Regions from separate parts of the Anser cygnoides genome. Here region 2 is linked to region 1. The links are chromatin contacts, called in public Hi-C maps. All regions are on one chromosome and are shown on one strand. The core of a region is the stretch at or near the end of the contact, and the rest is flanking DNA. Distances in the headings are between cores, read along the strand shown. Region 1 overlaps LOC106037710 (H(+)/Cl(-) exchange transporter 5). Region 2 holds the start of LOC106037710 (H(+)/Cl(-) exchange transporter 5).

Region 1 (2,700 bases), core at 117-2,616:
GGTGTATCTCCAACTTACAATGCTACCAAGTAACTCTTAAGGTATTTACAGGGAATTAGATCGGTGTCCTAATGGATTCTTTTTTTTAATTCTTCTAGATTACCAGCAGAAGTAAAGAGTCAACATGGGCCCTGATACACAGCGTGAGCGATGCTTTTTCTGGCTGGTTGTTGATGCTGTTCATTGGGTTGTTAGCAGGTAAGAGCAAACCTTAATATAAAACTGAGTCCTGGTTCTGTACCATCACTACTGATTCCTAGCACAAACCCTGTTATATCATTAAAGCAGGAGATTTTGTCCCAGAAACAAGGGCTGAGAAGCTACACTGATACTTATGGCTCTGCCACTGTTTTGCAATTTAAGGAGAGTTATTTTTAAATGCCCCGAGACCCTATCCGTATAAATACCAAGATACAAAACTCAGACTGAAGGCTGTCCTGGGGACTGTTCTTGATCTGATAGTGGTACAGAGCTCTGAAATAATAGTAGGTAGCAAAATGGAGGTGATCAAAATGGTGGTTCAGAGGGAAGTATCATGATGTGAATCATTTTTGCTGAATGCTCTTTGACGCTGGAGAGGCTGATGTCAAGGAGTGTTAAATTTTATTACCCCCCCCACACACACACACTATACTTAAAAAAAAAAAAAAAAAAAAGGCCCACTATACTTAAAAATAAAAGGTGAGCAGTATTTCTTGGAAAGTCAGGCTTCTTTAAGAGGTTGACTGGCTGAGGCCTTTTATATTATTTCAGAAGCAAACTTTGGACCCAAGTGCAAAAGTAGTAAATCAGTTGGATGCAAATCTTCTTGATAGAAGGCAGCTAAACATTCATCATGCGGGATGAAATTAAGTCTTCTGTTAAATATTTACATAGGAAAGCTGCTAGCAAGTTTTTCATTAACTGGAAGATTTGCTAAATGTTTAGTGCTGGCTCTGGAGCCTCTGATCATGCAGATCAGAGGTCTGTATTCCTGGCTTCTGTGTTGATGTGGCATTTTACCTGAGAACGGAGCCAATTACAGCATTTATTGGGGGGGGGGGCTATAGGAGTTTTCCTTAACAGAAAAACATAAAATTGCTTGAAGCTTTCTTTTTTAAATTGTGAATTACTTTCCTTACTGACTCTCTGGTTGTATTATTTGGCGTAGTTGTAACTTTCCCTTCTGTTTTTTTGTTAGTTGTTTGGTTTTTGTTTTTAATTGGGATTGGAAATGTTTCCTCCAAATTCAAAGTTATTCCTTGCACAGTCTTAGCATTGTTAGTGTAACTTGTGGATTTCAGCTCTTGTGCTGGAGACCAGTGACATGTTTTATGTTCTTTGGAAACATAAATCCCTCCTTGCCTCTGACTACTTGCCATGATATATTTAATGTGGTTGTTCAGTCTAATTGAGAAGAATTAATTTCTAGTGACTTAGGGTAGGTTTTAATGCAGTTTGCTGGGGTCAACCTTGGAAATGTTGTTAGCCACACTTAGTTTTGTGACCTACTCTTTTCAATGTATGCTTAAGCAAATCTTCCCTTTAGCCCTCTTAAGAATAAAAGTTAATTGTAGGCAAAAATATCAGTGCTGCTCCTATTTGCTTGTAGGTGAGTCAAAGTAGGGGCAGACTGTAACCTTCAGATATGTGAGCCTGCATAAGATGGTTATTAAGTTTTCACCTTTGTTTTTTTTTTTAAACCAGGTTCCTTAGCAGGTCTGATAGACATTTCTGCCCACTGGATGACAGATTTGAAAGAAGGAGTGTGTTTAGCAGGCTTCTGGTTTAACCATGAACACTGCTGCTGGAAATCCAACACTACCTTTACAGACAGAGACAAGTGTCCCGAATGGAAGAGCTGGTCACAGCTTATTATTGGCCATGGAGAGGTAATGTGTGCCTAGAACTACTTCTGCTGCTGAATGTCCCATTTCCCCAGCCTGTATTGTCTCTTTGTATGATCTGTATGTATATGCCAGAAGTGCTAACTGAAGATATTTCAGTGATGTAAATTCGAATGTTGGGGTCTTTTGAAGGGTGTAAATAAGTTACTTATGTATTTTCCTCAGTGGGGAAGCAAAACATCGACACATTTACAAGCGTACTGCTTTAGTTGTGTTTGAGAGTTACTGCTTGGAGAATGTTTTTGCCCATGAACACTTTAAAGTTCAAGTCCTGTGTTCTGGATAGAACCAAGTTCTGGCAGTTCTATCCAGTGGAGCAGCCAGCTTGACTGGGACAGTATTTGTATAACTTGTTTGCCATTTTATAAAGTGGTCTTTGGAAGTATGGGTGGCTCACATTCCTGTAACCCAGCAAATGTAACTTGTCCTTGGAACTACAGACTTATTATGATCCCTGTTATTTTTGGCTGATGATAACTGTATTTGAGATTACCTGCTATTTCTGTGCACTTGCTTCAGTGTACTGGTTTGACATAATCTCAGCTGAAGTGATACAAATCTGTTAACTTTCTCTGCATTACAGGGGGCTTTTGCATACATTCTCAACTACTTGATGTATGTTATCTGGGCTTTGTTATTCTCACTTCTTGCCGTGTTACTTGTGAAGGGCTTTGCTCCTTATGCCTGTGGCTCAGGAATTCCAGAGGTGAGCAAGAATGAAAGTGATGTTTTTTGTTGTTTTTTTTTTGGGGGGTGGTGGTGTTAGTTTGTTTTAAGGTGGGGTAGGGATCCACCATCCAAAGATTATGCTTGC
Region 2 (2,700 bases), core at 106-2,605, 37 kb before region 1:
GCTCCTCACAGGGCCACCCAAAAATCAGACCATATTTCTTAGAGCATTGTCCAAACAATTCTTGAAGTCTGGCAGGCTTGGTGCTGTGACCCCTTCTGTGGGGAGCCTGTTCCGATGCCTAAAAGGAAGGAGGAAGCAGAGGTTTGCTGGATGTAGGACATGCTGTGTGACAGCACTCATGACAGCTGCAGAGCATTCCACCAGAGTGGACAGCACAGCATCTGACATCCCAGTCTGAGACACGAGTCACTGCCTCAAAAAGCAACAGTCCTAAAACCCAACTATATCAGCTCATTAAAATTGTCTTTTCTCCTCCAGGCTTGTTCCCTTTGGAGACAGGAGCAAGGGGGAGTGACAGGAGACGGAGCCTTCCCTGGAGCCCCCCAGGGGCATGGGAGCTGCCAGCTCTGTGCTGCTGCTGCTGCTCTGCTCCAGAGGTGTCTAACACCTGCCCATTGGCAGGGTGTTAGCAGAGAGGCTGTTCCCCAAACCAGTGCCTCTGGTGATTCTGATCCAGGCTGCTGTCACTGTAGCAGTACATTGCATGCCTTCAGTTTGTTTCTTCCAGGCATCTCAAAACACTTTCCCAGCGTTCACGAGTTTGTCATTCTCTTCCTCTTCCTCAGCTTTTGGGAAACTGAGGCAGAGAAAAGTCATCTGTGCCACGCTGGGTTATACCTGTTCTACATCCCTGCTGCCTTGGCTGTCTGGCTTTTTCCTGGGCGCAGACGTGCTGCTGGGTGCAGAGCACAGGCTGGATCCTGTTCCTGATGGGGCCACAATGGTGACCTGACACCAAAAGAAACACTGAGACTGAGAGCCACCAAGCTCAGGGAGCTGGTGCCAAGGCACAAGTGGTCTGAGGGCCCCCTGAGCACACAAACCGCTAACACCATGTAAATATTTAGTGCGTTGATAGCGGGACGTTTAACTCAGCAGGCAGCTAAGTGCCACAAAGACGTTCATTCACTTCCCCCTCCCTGAGTGGGGAAACAACTAAAACATCAGCGTGTTACCAGCATTATTTTGCTCCTAAAGCCAAACCATGGCACATACCACCTATAAATATATTGTAACACGGAGCCAGCATTTATAAGGATGCATTCTCTAGCTGTAGGAAGGTGCCAGCCTAGGTCTTCAAGTCAAGAAGCTCCTCCGTGCCCCTCAGGCTCCTTTAAACGTGCTTGTCCCTGCTCCCTCCCACTGGGAAGTGCAGGAGGGGGCAGAGCGGGCGCTTATTTCTGGGGAGTTCTGACAAGATTTACCAACAAGAGACACCCGCCCGCGAGGTGCCGGCCCGGGCCCAAGATGGCGCCGCGGAGCGGGCCGGAACGGGCGGGACCGGAACGGGCAGGGCGGGCCGGGGGGCGGTGGAGCGGAGCGGGGCCGGGGCCGGGGCCGGGGCCGGGGCCGGGGCGGGGCTCGGCGGAGCGGAGGTGAGGGGCGGGGGTCGCGGCGCTGCCTGCGGGATGGGGACGGGGCAGGGCGGCGGCGTGAGCGCCCCGGGGCTGCCCCAGCCCCGCGTCCCCCCGTGGGTGCAGGCAGGGGCTGCGCCTGCCGCGGGCCGGCTGCTGGCTGGGGGGCGGGATGGAGTTGGGCCCTGTGGTGGCAACGGGGAGGTGAAGCCAGGTTCTGCCTTAACTTTAAGTGTTTCAAAATCCTCTTTATTCTTTTAAACTGAAAGGGCCTTTCTCCTGGAGCCGAACACGGGAAAAATCTCAGGGAGGTCGTCGGACAACACCCGGGCTGGGTTGCGCAGCGCGGTAGCTGTCAGGGCAGCAGTAGCGCCCGGGGGTGCGGGGGGCTGTTATGGCTCCCCCATTTCCTACCGGGAGGCAGGACCCGTGTCCCCTGCTCCCCGCCGGGCACCGGGCGGCTGCTGGAGGCTGTCGCGTTGTGCCCGTCGTGAGACCGGGCACGGTGTGTCAGGTGCGATGCGCTGATGGCAGGGAAGGCCTTGGAGCTGCGGTGGGCTGGCTGCGGCGTGCAGGGAGTCGTGCCCTTGTTGTTTGTGGCTTTGGTGGATTGGTTTTTCAGAGGTGAAGTGAGGAAATTGATGGTAAGATGGTGAAGGGTCTGGAGGGCAAAATGTATGAGGAGTGGCTGAGGTCCCTGGGTTTGTTCATCCCAGAGCAGAGCAGGCCGAGGGGAGGCCTCATGGCGGCCTGCAGCTCCCTCACGAGGGGAGCGGAGGGGCAGGCGCTGAGCTCTGCTCTCTGGGGACAGCGACAGGACCCGAGGGAACGGCATGGAGCTGGGACAGGGGAGGGTCAGGCTGGGTGTTAGGGAAAGGTTCTGCACCCAGAGGTGGTTGGGCACTGGGACAGGCTCCACAGGGCAGTGGTCACAGCACCGAGCTGCTGGAGTTCAAGAAGTGTTTGGACAACGCTCTCAGACACAGGGTCTGATTTTGGGATGGCCCTTTGGGGACCCAGGAGTTGGACTTCATGATCCTTGTGGGTCCCTTCCAGCTCAGATATTCTGTGGTCCTGTGAAATGAGAACTATTGCACTAGTTTTGGTGGAGGGCTTTAACAAGAAAGGATTTATAATGCTTCCTAAAGATTAGACTGTGGCTTTGTTTATTGCCCTCTAGGACATTGGTGTACAGGAATATTCTTTGAGCTGGCTTTTTTTTTTCCTCCTGTGTCTTTCTTGTGATCATTTTGGCGGTTTTGCAGAAGAATTATGGGTTTTAACA

Evidence for each region. Hi-C and Micro-C count contacts between places; a contact is called where the count stands out from the background.
Region 2: a contact with region 1 is called in a Hi-C map of liver, with 2.1 times the contacts expected there. The contact joins the promoter of LOC106037710 here to the enhancer-like site in region 1. A contact is called at or near these places in 3 of 7 Hi-C or Micro-C datasets (all in liver).

Annotation. Positions count from the first base shown.
Region 1 is chr13:6,972,412-6,975,111 of Taihu_goose_T2T_genome, reverse strand. LOC106037710 (H(+)/Cl(-) exchange transporter 5) reads left to right here. Exons shown (of 13, transcript XM_067005098.1): 4 at 99-198; 5 at 1,687-1,871; 6 at 2,470-2,592. Among named protein-coding and RNA genes, the nearest start is that of BCORL1, 72 kb to the right of the region's middle. Within about 2 kb of position 1,366, at least 1 of the 3 cell types and tissues checked has open chromatin away from gene starts, as enhancers often do. A contact at or near this core is called in liver, where this site is marked.
Region 2 is chr13:7,009,876-7,012,575 of Taihu_goose_T2T_genome, reverse strand. It overlaps LOC106037710 (H(+)/Cl(-) exchange transporter 5), which reads left to right and starts at 1,355. Exons shown (of 13, transcript XM_067005098.1): 1 at 1,355-1,436.